Regions from separate parts of the Anas platyrhynchos genome. Here region 2 is linked to region 1. A link is a contact called in public Hi-C data. All regions are on one chromosome and are shown on one strand. The core of a region is the stretch at or near the end of the contact, and the rest is flanking DNA. Distances in the headings are between cores, read along the strand shown. Region 1 has its middle 23 kb from the start of RBIS. Region 2 holds the start of E2F5 (E2F transcription factor 5).

Region 1 (6,245 bases), core at 1,022-3,521:
AGTCATGCCCCTTCATATGAGCAACTAGAGAGGGACATGATTTGGCCATGGGACATGGTTCCCGGCCATTGCTAGGAAGCTCCTCAGCACAGTTTTGGAAAATGTCAGCTACAGCACTCTGTGAGAGAGCCCAGATGTGGTGGAGTCAAGGTTCCCAATAGACCATACAGAGGAAGATACCCAGGAAATTTCATCTGCACATGCCTTTTTTTCCAGGACCAGAAAATGGGCCCTAGTCTTTATTTAACATGATAGGCATAGCTGTTAAGTTCTGCTGCGAAAAACAGCAGACATGCTTGATTTTTTCTCTGGAGGCTTTGAAGGAGTCCATCAGGAGGCATCTGCTACACTGCTTTCAACTTGAACACTTCACTTCTGTAACTGGATAGTATTTACATCGTGGGTGTGATATTGTTCCTCTCTGTAAACCCAGAAAATAAAATAAAAGTGATGTCAACAATAATATAGAAAAAACAAAACAAAACAAAACAAAAACATTTTAGCTATCTAGCCATTGATTTGGTTAGTGGTTTTAAAGTTTGGCTGGATAGCTTTCCCCCTGAGAAACAAGAAAGGTAACACTCACTGCCAATAAGAAGCATTAGCTAATGTTTGTACAGTGCCTACCAACGAAAGAGTGCTAAGTACTAGGAGTGAAGCACATCTCAGCACTCAAAGATCTGCATGTTAAATAGTTGACCCGGTGCCCAGACTGGGATGACTACTGACTCCAAAGAGGCTGGAGATAGCCTTAAGCCCTAAGAGAAAAGAAGCCTAGTGCATCTGTACAAGCAACACCATGTAAAACACAAATAAGCAGCAATAAATACTTTCCATAAAAATATGTGGATCTTTCTTTATTTTGATACAAAGAAGTTCAGACAGTCACATTTTCTTCTTGCATCAATTACCATATGCAGAATACATGAGAAAATTCTTGTGTTTAATCTTTGATCTTTCTTAATTTTCAACGAGTTTTAGCAGGAGCTTAGTGCAAGCAACTCCACAACATACAGGGAATTACTTTGTCATAAACTACAAACAAACATCTCCAAACACACTGTCATGATGCAACACACCCTCACTAGTCACTAGGGAAAAATGAAGCACAATCTTGAGGCCTCTACATTATTTAAGCAATATCACACACATGCAGTGGGTATTCTCGAGTGCTGTTCAGCTCCGATATCTTGGGTGTTCCCACTCTGCTATTAGGTGGTCATGTTGCAGGGCTAGATTACTAGATTACTTCCTGATTGCAGTAATGCAGAGATGGGGCTATGTAAGTTGTATATACCCTCCACACACTGCCACCGAAAATGAAACACAGATCAGTGGTGAAAATGCCAGTTATCCAATAAATAATAATGATAATAACACCCCAGAAAGGAACAATTGTTTATTGTCCTGTCCATGCCTACAGCTTCCATCTTTCCGTAACCATACAGATCTATTTCCAGCTAATCCTCATTTGAGGTTTACTTATAGGAACTAAGAAGCATGCCCAGGGCTCTAAAAGTGGTGCTTACATGTCTCATAAATGGGGGAGACAGGTTGGCACGTGCTTTCTGGAATTTCAGAGAATGAGGTGGGAGCTGTGCCACAGCTGAAGGTAGCACCACAGTTTACCTGAATCAGAAAACTGAACCAGAAGCTTTTTTTAAATAGCTGGCCAGATTTTCTAAATGAACTGTCATTGGTACAATTGCAAACAAAATCTGTGCAGGGATAATCATCTGCGCTCATTTGTATTTCCTGCATGTGTTTGTCCTTGCACGGAGCTTGCCCCTAGAGCCGCGGCCGCAGTGTCACCTTCTGCCCACATTCTGCCCAGCTGCTTTGGTTGCCACTGCCCAACCAAGTCAAGTCATGGTGGGCCTACAGAGCTGGCTTGGTAGTGTTGACCTGTCCAGATAAATTATATAAATACACTTATTTTGATGCCTGGGAAAATAAAATCCAGCTAGAAGGAAACACACAAAAACTTGATCATATAGTGGCTGTTTCTGGAGTACAGCGTGAGGCATATGTGGCACTATGCAGTGGTAAATGCTTATGAGGAACAAGTGAGCATTTAAGTACAGTTTCACCCAAATATGATCCTTTAAATCTACATGGTGCTTTTGGTTACATCTGAAAGTCATCGTTTAGTTTTTATATAATCTTTTTCCCTTTTGCGAACGGAAATAAGCCCCAAACTCCGCAAGGTACTGACACTCCCCTCCTGCCCGCAGGCCATGCCTGGAGGCCGCAGGGCGCTACTGGGGCTGCAGTGCCCACGGACACCTGGCAGCCAGGCCAACGCTTTATTCACAGTGACACCTATCGGCAAGAGCAATCTGCAAAGCAGATCTTTCCCTGAAGAGTATTTTTGGTGGTCATGCTCCTCCCGTCTTCAGCGTTTTTCTTCTCCTTCAGGGCTCCCCACTCAGATGTTCACATTCAGCTCAACATTTTACACTATTGAATATAATTTAGTCTATATTGGTATTTTCAAACCCAATACCTGTTTCCTCAATTAATCATCCGTCTATTTCCAGAGCACATGTCAAAACTGAGTGTTTATTTTTGTTTGTTTGTTTGTTTGTTTGTTTTTGTTTTGTTTTGTTTTGTTTTGTTTTGTTTTGTTTTGTTTTGTTTTGTTTTGTTTTGTTTTTAACATTGGCACTGTTTGCCGGTACATGAGAGTGCTGGACATCCCCAGTGTTCAGGAGACACAGCTTCTGTGGAGGTAGCATAGCATCAACACTGTGCATTTTTCATTCTTACATACTTGCTTGTTGAATGTAGCTGTCCTGATACTCTCCACAAGCAACACCGAAGCCTCTCTAGGCAGAAATCTAGAAATCTACTTAAATGTAGATTTCAAGAGGCTGATGCGATCCAGTTTCAGCTCAACGCCATAACACTCAACAGAAGCTGCTCTGTTCTAGAGTCATAGAACTCTTCCTATAGGGTTTCTGTGTCGATACACATGTAACATGTATATATTATATAAAGTATATATAGATAAGTGTATATACAGAGAGAACATATATCGTTCAGTATTCTTTCTAAACATTTTAGAAACTATATTTAGGAACAGTAATTACATTAATACCATCAGGCAGTGCATACAGATGAGACCATTTCAAGAGTTTGCTGAGCATACTTGCTGAAAATACCACACACCATGTTACAGCAACTCAAAAATTATTAACAGTTTTACTTTGATTTTGCCATACACAGCCATTACTATGTTTCAGTCAGTTCAAAACTAATTCAAATAAGTTTGCTGCAGCACATATTCAGGAAACGTTTTGTTCTGGGTTTTGCTTCTGTGGTTTGTCAGATCAAGTTTCTATGGACTAGTTTTGAAGATGAGCTAAACTATTTTGAAATGTTGAAATCATTTTTGGGGGCATCAGGCTAGAAGTTCTTTGGCTAGTCTGTGCAAACATTTTTAACAGACTTCAATATAGAATCTGTTGTTGAATAGCGTGGTACTACAACTCTTGTACAGTTAGTTTGATGTCACAATACCAGTAAGAAATTGTTCTTGGTTATATTTGCAATCAAACAGGTAACAGAAATACTATTTCAAACATCTTCAGCAATTTCTTGGATTCTGCAGACCTGGGGACACAGCATTCTTTTGATTATCCATACCTGGGTCTTTTTTTTTTTTGGTATAACAATGGGAATTTTAAAACAATTTTGAAACATAAGTTTGTATGCTTATACCATTAGTGATTTCCAGGTAAATGTTTTACTCATGAAATCAAAAATACATAAGAAGCTGGAGTTTGAATAGGACAAAAGGAAAACAGAAATCAAAAACCAGGCTCTCTGAAAAAAAATAAAAATGTTTTGATCAGCAAGGATACTGTAGTGCCTTGTTTTCCTCAAAAAGGCCAAAGTTGTTTTGTTTTGTTTTTAATTTAATTGAGAACACATTTCAGTCTGTTTATGCAATTGTAAACAAGAGAAAAATAAAAAGCAAAATGTTGGCGTGATGCTTTATTCAAAATATTTTCAAATCAGAGACACAGTAAAAAATCTAAATCAGATCTTCACAAAAAGCGCATTTCATCTTTTTGTTCCATGTGACCCATATGATTTACATTTGAAAAACGGAAATGTCAGGATCGTTTCTGAATTATTCAAATGTATCTACACAAGCATGTGGGTGAAATTTGATAAAATAGAATTGACACAGTAATTGTCTCTGCAGCATGTCAATTCTGTTATGTGGAAGCAGAGAATCTTCTTTTTCCTAAGAGAGTCAGGCACACTCCTTTCAGAGAAGTCTACTGTCTCCAAACTCTGCTGCACAAATGAAGTCAACAAAGATCACATATGGAAATGGTTCACCACAGTGAAACCTTTTACTCTGCATGAATGATGGTGAGGCTGATGGAAATTGGAAACACAATACTAATTTAGAAACGTTTTATTTATGCACTGCAGTGTTATCACCTGTCTCACCAAAATTGCAGACATCCAGAAAAGGCCATCTTTTCATAAAGGAAGAACCTCATGAATAAAAAGTATAGACTTGACAGTATCTAAGAAATTGAGTCATAGACCAAAACTCTGTTAGGTTAGATCTGTACAAACAGTGGAAAGAATATGAAAAACAAGCAGATGATCTTAATGCAGAGAGTTGTATGAAATAAAATTCTACCAGATTTTTGTGGGATGATTGTCACAATGCTTTTTTATACTATTTAATACATCATAAAAGAAACAAACTGCTCTAGAGCAGCATTCTTTTGGCACTTATACAAATGCTGCAACTTGCCATAGGTTCCTCAATTGTTTGCAACTTTTAACAACTGAAGGCAAGGTTCATCTCTAGTGGTCTGCTTCATACTTAGCTAAAAGTTTACAAGAATCTGGATCCTGGCTTTCCTCTCTATTAAGTCTATTAAAAATGTATTATATATCTATTTCTATTACATTACTTTATTCATATCCCATGTTCTACTTCAGTAAAATTATTTTAAAATCAAAGACCTGGAAGACTTTTTATTATATATATATATATTTATTTATTTATTTTCCCACAATTGGTTCTTTGAATTCTTTTAGGTCCTAGTTCATATCTGGAAGGCCAGCAAAGACCTGTTTGTTAACACAATGGGGAGGGAAATCTCTGCAGGGACAGAACAAGTAGGTGTATGGCAGCAAACAGTTGTCTGCTTCATCTTCAGGCCCCTGTTCTTCAGAAGGAAAGACAGCATACTTCCCAGGTTTTTACTTCAATATAAAGAAAAATATCAGCTGTTGTTAAACTCTGCCTGTGTAATGTGAAAGACATTATGAGCATGACTTGCAAAGGCTATAAACGGCGGAGCGCACTGCTTCCCTCCTGTGCCAAAAACAGCAGAGTTGACCCCAAGGATCTACTACAATTTATTTAATTCTGAGAATAAGTTTATGGGTGGCCAGTCATCCAGCTGTATACAACTTTTGACAGACACTCTTTTCAGCAAATGCCCTATATGTTTTTTTGGTCATTGAGCATTGCATTGTTCTTCGTATAAAGGATCCAAGTGTGTCAGAGGGTAACTAGTTGATCAAAGAAACCTGCAGTTGGGGGAGAAAAGGGGGGGGGTCAGGGGCCATGACATATTTTAGCATTGTCTGCTCTAAAATCATGTTACAATAGCATAGAACCCACACTTGAGACTTGGCTCCCTGGGAGCACACAGCTAGTGGTCTGGTAGACTCAGTACTACAAGTTGACTGTTGAGTTAGTGACCGGGGATGCAACCCAGTATGCTCAGTGTGCTCAGTGCTAGGACTAGGTCTGACCTGTCAGTCACAGCAGAAGGATAATCTGGGAAGCTGTTCCCAATGGATTTCAGTCAATTGAGAATTTCTTGTCTTTTCAAATGTCACCAGCTTTCAGCCCAGACGTAAAACTGTGCTATGTCAGCCTAATGCAAAAATAGCATCCCTACATCAGAATTACCATGAATAATGTCTTCTAAAACTTATTTGCATAACTCTATATAAATAGTTAGAAGTATAATTGAATGAATGTCTTAACAATGCCAAAGACACTTTAGTTGGAACATAAAAAGATACCTAACGCTAGACTGCCCAAAGATAGATTTCAAAGGAGGGATGACATTTTCCAGGTATTTTCCAAAACTAGATCTGCAGTTAAAAAACTGCAGGCTGCTCAGTAAAACTTTAATGTCTTTGTTAGAAAATACAAGACACATTCATAATTTTTTTTTTTTTTTAATTTTGAT
Region 2 (6,245 bases), core at 1,612-4,111, 46 kb after region 1:
ACAGAGGCAAATTAAATGTGAATAAATTAACCAACTTGTATGAACCATCCAAGCCCCCAGCACAGCTATGCTGGGTTACAGCCCCTATCAGCATCTTCCCAACTCCCTCTGGACAGCTTTACCAGCCGCAGGAAGGTTTTAGGCACTCACTCTCTGCACATGGATGTGCAAAAAGGCTCCGAGCACACGCACTGCCTCCAAGAGCCCTAAAACCTAACAAACAAATAAGTTGAGCTGTCCAGAAAGGGCTGTGAGCACCAAGGCAGCACGTTGCTAAGATCCCCAGGGACGAGCCAGCCGGCCAAACACCGCCTTACTCCTCCCTGTATCTCAACAAGATAAGCCAGGGCGATGCCTGCTGCTGCTTCTCCAACACCTATTTGAGGAAGCCCCGAGTCTCCCGCACCGTCCCGCACGGTGCTGCCAGCGCCACGAGGGCATCAGAACCTGCCTCGAAACTTCCCCACCGGCCCCAGCAGCCCGGCGCTCCCCTCACGACCCGAGAAGCGGCGAGGGGGCCCCCGCCCCGCGGCTGTGCCAGCCGAGCACCCGCGACCTCCGCGCACCGAGGGCCCGCCGCGGGGCCCCGGAGCCCCGGCAGCACGGCGCTGCCCGCCCGCCGCGCACCGCTTTGAGGTCCAGCACGCCGTCCTTGGCCTCCTGCAGCAGCGACACGAACTTGGTGGTCAGCAGCCCCAGGCTCTTCTCGTGACGGCTGCTGCTGCCGCCACCACCCGCCTCGGCCGCCGCGGCCATGCCGCCAGCCCGCCCGCCCGCGGGGCCGCGCCACGTGTGGCCGCCGCCGCAACAGCCCGAGCCCGGAACGGAGCCGGCCCGGGGGCTGCGGCGGGAGGGGCGGCGCCGCAGGAAGTGACGGGGCCGCCGTTGCCTGGACACCGGCGTGGTGGGGCCCGCGGGGCGGCCCGGCACCGGGACGGGGCCTTTGGGGGGGTGTGTGGGGGCCTGACGAGGGGTCCCCCCCCCCCCCCCCGTACCACGGCTTGTCCGCGGCGAGGCGGGGCCTCTTGGGTTGGGTGTGGGCGCCGGAGCTGCGTCCGTAGTGAACGCGGAGTGCCCCTGCCCCGGCTGCTGCCGGATGGGGGTCGAGGGGCTGGAGCAATTCTTCTAGAGGGAAAGGCTGAGGGAGACGGGGGTGGCCCGCCTGGGGAAGAGAAGCTCCGGGGAGACCTCCTTCAGGCCCTTCAGTACTTAAAGGGGCTTGTAAAAAGATGGGGAGCGACTCTTTGCTCAGTCAGATAACGACAGGACAAGGGGAAATGGTTTTAAACTATAAGAGGGGAGATTTAGATTAGAGGTTAGGGGAAATTCTTCACTGTGGGGGTGGTGAGGCACTGGCCCAGGTTGCCCAGACACGTTGTAGATGCCCCATCCCTGGAGGTGCTCAAAGCCAGGTTGGATGAGGTCCTGGGCAATCTGGTCCAATGGGTGGTATCCACCCATGGCAGGGGGGGTTGGAACTGGGTGATGTTTAAGGTCCCTTTTAACCTGAGCTGTCATATGATTCTAGCAGCTGAGAAACTTTGCTTGAAGCCCTTCACAACCAGCACAGCACCTGTAGCCCCCAAAAAACAGCAGCCCTCCCTGGCTCTCAGACCCCAGCTCAGCCCTAGCTGCTGGAGCACGCAGGTGAGACAAGACACAGGGCACAGTGATGCTCCAAACAAAGGCACGGCCAGTAGGGGATGCTTACCTTGTCCCTCACACTGGCATCTGACTATGTGTGTCAGGAGTCTCCATTCAGATAAACGTTTTTCTCTACATTGTTATGTTAAAAGTAGAGAAGCTTTAGAATTCCTACACTGTGGATTTTAGAGAAGCACTGCAAGAAGGAAGTAGTATTGGAAAAGACCAAAAAAAAAAAAAAAAAAAGAGGGAAGCAATGCCAGAGGGAGAATTAGACCCATGAAAACCAAACAATACAAACACTACCACAGCACGTACATACCCAGGTGCTACGGTATGAGATTTCTGAGCCAAGAACAAAGAACAATAAGAGTTATGGTGAAAAGCAGTAGCTCCTCCCTGTGACAAAATCAGGAAATAATTTCAGAATTAAAAGTTTTGGAGGGAAAAAATCTGAAGCTGACATTAATAAATCAAATCAGGGTACAAAGTTCTTTTACCTTGCTGGTACATCCCCCGTATTCAATTATTTCACTTGAAGTGTAACCTTGTCAGATAGTAAGAAAAACGCCCAAAGAAACACATAAAAGTCGTAACAGAAAATGCTCTGAAGTGCTCCGTGAGTACTGCAACCTTTCTATGTGACATTCATGTAACTGTTATAGAAAGTTTTCCAGATTAGTATTTTTTCACATAACGTGGCTTCTGAAGAAGCCCGTGTGCAGAGCACAAGTTAAGAATGAGAAGACATTTTCTTCTGCGTTTAGGTAGCATTGAGATACTATCATCAGGGAATCAAGAGATTATTGTGATAGTAGGCAACAAATAAATTAAACTAATTTTAAACTTTACAGCAAGATTTACTAGACTGACACACAATTGCATTAGCTCTTGCCCCTTGCTGTTACCCCATGTATTCATTACTACATATTATCAGTTATTACATAGATTCAAAGAAGTCAGCCCTTTATCATTACACTTATACATTAGCTGGGAAAGTACGTTACCAGAGAGCGGATGACCCATTGTAAGTACTGATGTCTCTGCTCCTTGCTGGTCTCAGTGGCCAGATGCAGGAACCCTTGAATGCAAGGAACCAGCACCAAAGCGGGTGTCTTCTTTCTGCCCCCTCCCAGAAGCCTAGGATATTCCTCTTTTATAAGGCAGTACACAATGTCTGAACAATTCCCAGCCCTTGACCTCCACCTTTTTTTTTTTTTTCTTCACTGCAGATTCCTTTCTTAAAGCAAAAGCAGTCTTTTCCCACCTCCCAAGGTTGTGCTTTTTAAAAGATAGCAGCAGCTGTGAGTTACTTGTGGTGCTGCAGCCTCTGCTTCAGCTTCTGCCCATATTTTCAAGGCCTCTGCTACCATCCCATGCTTAAGCTGTTCCTCGTAACAAGAGGCAGGTGTTCCAGCCTCTGCTTCATACGGCAAGTTCTCATAACAAGTTGGTAACAAGCCCAACAGGCCTTGCACAATTAACCAAAGGTCTGTGGCCTGTCATTAGCATTATTTATTTATTTTTTTTAAATTACCTATACAACATTACAGTGCACATGTGGGGGTTCAGAACAAGCTGATACTGAAATCAGGTTAGTAGCGTCTGTTGTCACTTGTGCTATCTGACCCTGCTTTAACTACTGTGAGATGCAAGGTGGGAAGAAATAGCTCCACCTGGTGTACCAACAAATATGACATTATAATTACTACCACAGCACTAAGTACTTCCAGTGATAGTGCAGTAAAATTAACATTTAGGGGCTTCTGAGCCCCTAAGTGAAATAGATGAAGATGTTGAAGTCTCTATCATGTAAATGTTAGAACAGTCATATTAGCATAAGGCTTATGAGTTGTTTCCATAAAGCCTGGTTAGAAGCCACTTGCTGCAACGAGGGCAGATTAAACATTTTCAGGTAAATTATTGGATCTCTTATTACAAGAATCTCCATTCAGATGAAGGAAACCTTAAAGCTTGTCTTCATATACTTTTGTATTCTTGCATCTAGAAAATCTCGTTTTTACATTCTTTTATTAAGAACATTAATGCCTCATTCATATGATGATGTCAGTAATAGATTGATTCTGATCTAATTTCACAGAATAGTAAAAAATAACCAAAGGTTAGAAAAAATATTTATTATGAAAACACTATATAAATATTTGTCTGATTCTCAAACCTTCAAAATTCTTCACAAAGACTTATTCTCTGGAAGCACTTCAAAGCAAACAAGGAAAAAAGTGCACTGTAGTGCATTTGTTTAAATTAATACATACACTAAAAAGTGTATTAATGAAGGACAACTCTCAAATATAAGGCATAAAGCTTCAAAGATCCTGTTGAATGTCGCTCAGAGCAGATGTAATTCGTCTGATTTTATTTTCCATGGCTTTTTTATTGTTTGCCATTTCCTGTAGAAGCTGACGCATTTCTTCTTCGACACAGTAAACCTGAAAGCATATACAGATCAAATATAATTCTTGCTTATCCTTAATACACCAATGAACATATAATCTTGCCAATTTTTAACGCTGATAAGAAATGGAGGAGTTCCATGCTTATGGAACTTAAAAAACTTGTTTTAAACTTTATATTACGGAAAGGAAAAAATATATTTAACAGTAGTAGTAGTCATAAATAAGTATTTTCTTAAGGAGCTAGATAAAACACCACCAATAAAGACATGACAGGACAAAAATCTCTGAATCAGAAAAAGTCGATGGCATATGGTATCAGACAGTTAAATAAGTATAGCAATTTTGCCAGTAAGCAAAATTTGCAATAGCAGAATTTTGTTTAAAAACGTATTAATTTACTAAGAGATTGCTAGTAATGTATCAAAACTAAAATATCTACTTGTGTAGAAAAAGTACCAGTCTGTCACATCTAGAAAGAATGCAATATATAGCAAGAGAAACAACTGTTAACACAGGCATGGGTGAGTTAAATGGAGTATCTGGTATAATAAACATTCCTTATCTATACAGGCAAAAATAATAGTAGGGTATTGATTAGTAACAGTGACGCAGTGTACAACTTTTCTTGAACACAGAACCCCATGACAGTACAGTTCTAGGTATTCTCTTAGTGTGCAAAGAAGGATAAAATACAAGTAGAATAAACATTTATCTAGTATCAAAATTACTTTTTCATTTGCTGCTTCAATTTGTTTTTGCTTTTCATTTGCCAGCTGCACTAGTTCTGCCTCATGAGCTGCCAACACTGACTCAAGTTGTTTTCTAAAAGCATCATCCATTTCATGAAGCTTTTCCATAGCAATCCTAAAAAATAAAGAAAGGTACACTCTTAAAAACAACCAAAAATATTAAGTATTTCGCTTTGTCTAATTCTTCGTTTCATTAAGGATTTACCAACACAGGAACAGAGACAGTTATTTCAATATCTGACTTCAGAAGTTATCTTGTTTTCTCCAGTGCATGCTCTAGTTTCATGCACCATATTTAGGGCTTCTGGCATTCTGCTTAACAGAAGCAGTTAATCACCATTAGCTGAAACATTTAATCACTAGCAACAATGCAAAAATTCAGACTTGCTACTGCCAACTAAGAGCTCCATATGTTTTCAAATATATTGGCTTATCATACTTTTGCTTCCTGAGAAAAAAATGACTAGACTATGAGATCCTGTAGACTGCCTGCAGGCTTGAGTTTCACACAAACAAAATAGTATCTACTTCACTGCCACTCCTTCACATTTCCTTGATTCCAAGCAATTTGTGCTTTTAGGCGATAATTCTAAAATATGCAGTAACAAAGCAAAGCAACTTATTCCACTACAGAATTACTTTACACCAAATTTTTGAAACAAAATAATTATTTTGGATTAAATTTCAGTTTCATGACTGATTTTGCAACCATTCCAAAAGTGTAACCATTTGCAACCATTTCTTCAGGTGTAGTTGCTGTTTTTTTTGTTTTGTTTTTAAATCAGACTTGACTATCAAGGTATTTTCTTTGATTTATTAATCAGATGACCTTTCTTAATTAATGAAAGAGTGATTAATAAAAGCATTTAATTTAAAAAGCAAAATACCTTAGTCATCCTAGGCCATTCCTTTAGTAAAATGTGGTTATTTCTGCTAGATAAATTTGCAGTCTTACTAATTAGCTAGTCTTCTCTTAAGAATAGTTGAGAAGAAGGAAAACAAGAGAAAGGGGGCTAAAGTACAAATCCTACTACCAATCTAAGCTTATCACAGGCAGTGTTCTACCATATTTCTCCATAACGCCAGAAGTCAAGCAACTGAGCATCACCTACATCCTAGGTCATTTTCTGGGGTATGGATATTGGTTTCCAGACTGTTACAGACTGTGAGCCTGTGCCTCAAGTGCATGATGATCTTTACTGCATGACTCTGGACAGCACACATGACGACTGTATACCCGTCACCATCACATAAGCATACTAAGGAGGCATAAGTGTAGGCTCTAATAGTTTTCAAATCAAATGGGAATATAGCTAAAAAGTATATAGAACAAATACTGTAACTGAATATCAGGTTCCATGTATTAAAGTTGCCTGTATAGCAAGAATTATTTCTACACACACTGTTCACTGGAAATGAGCTCATCAAGTACTTA

Evidence for each region. A called contact is a pair of places that touch in the nucleus more often than the background predicts.
Region 2: a Hi-C map of liver shows a contact between it and region 1, with 2.1 times the contacts expected there. The contact joins the promoter of E2F5 here to the enhancer-like site in region 1. A contact is called at or near these places in 3 of 8 Hi-C or Micro-C datasets (liver, skeletal muscle and subcutaneous adipose tissue).

What each region holds. Positions count from the first base shown.
Region 1 is chr2:28,070,875-28,077,119 of IASCAAS_PekinDuck_T2T, forward strand. No RefSeq gene overlaps it. Among named protein-coding and RNA genes, the nearest start is that of RBIS, 23 kb to the right of the region's middle. Within about 2 kb of position 2,272, at least 1 of the 8 cell types and tissues checked has an H3K27ac peak or open chromatin away from gene starts, as enhancers often do. A contact at or near this core is called in subcutaneous adipose tissue, where this site is marked.
Region 2 is chr2:28,116,411-28,122,655 of IASCAAS_PekinDuck_T2T, forward strand. It overlaps E2F5 (E2F transcription factor 5), which reads right to left and starts at 2,862. Exons shown (of 9, transcript XM_072034482.1): 1 at 2,652-2,862. It overlaps LRRCC1 (leucine rich repeat and coiled-coil centrosomal protein 1), which reads right to left. Exons shown (of 19, transcript XM_027452424.3): 18 at 4,790-4,925; 19 at 3,763-4,094. The coding sequence ends at 3,972. LOC140001846 (a long non-coding RNA gene) reads left to right here and starts at 988. Exons shown (of 4, transcript XR_011807429.1): 1 at 988-1,647.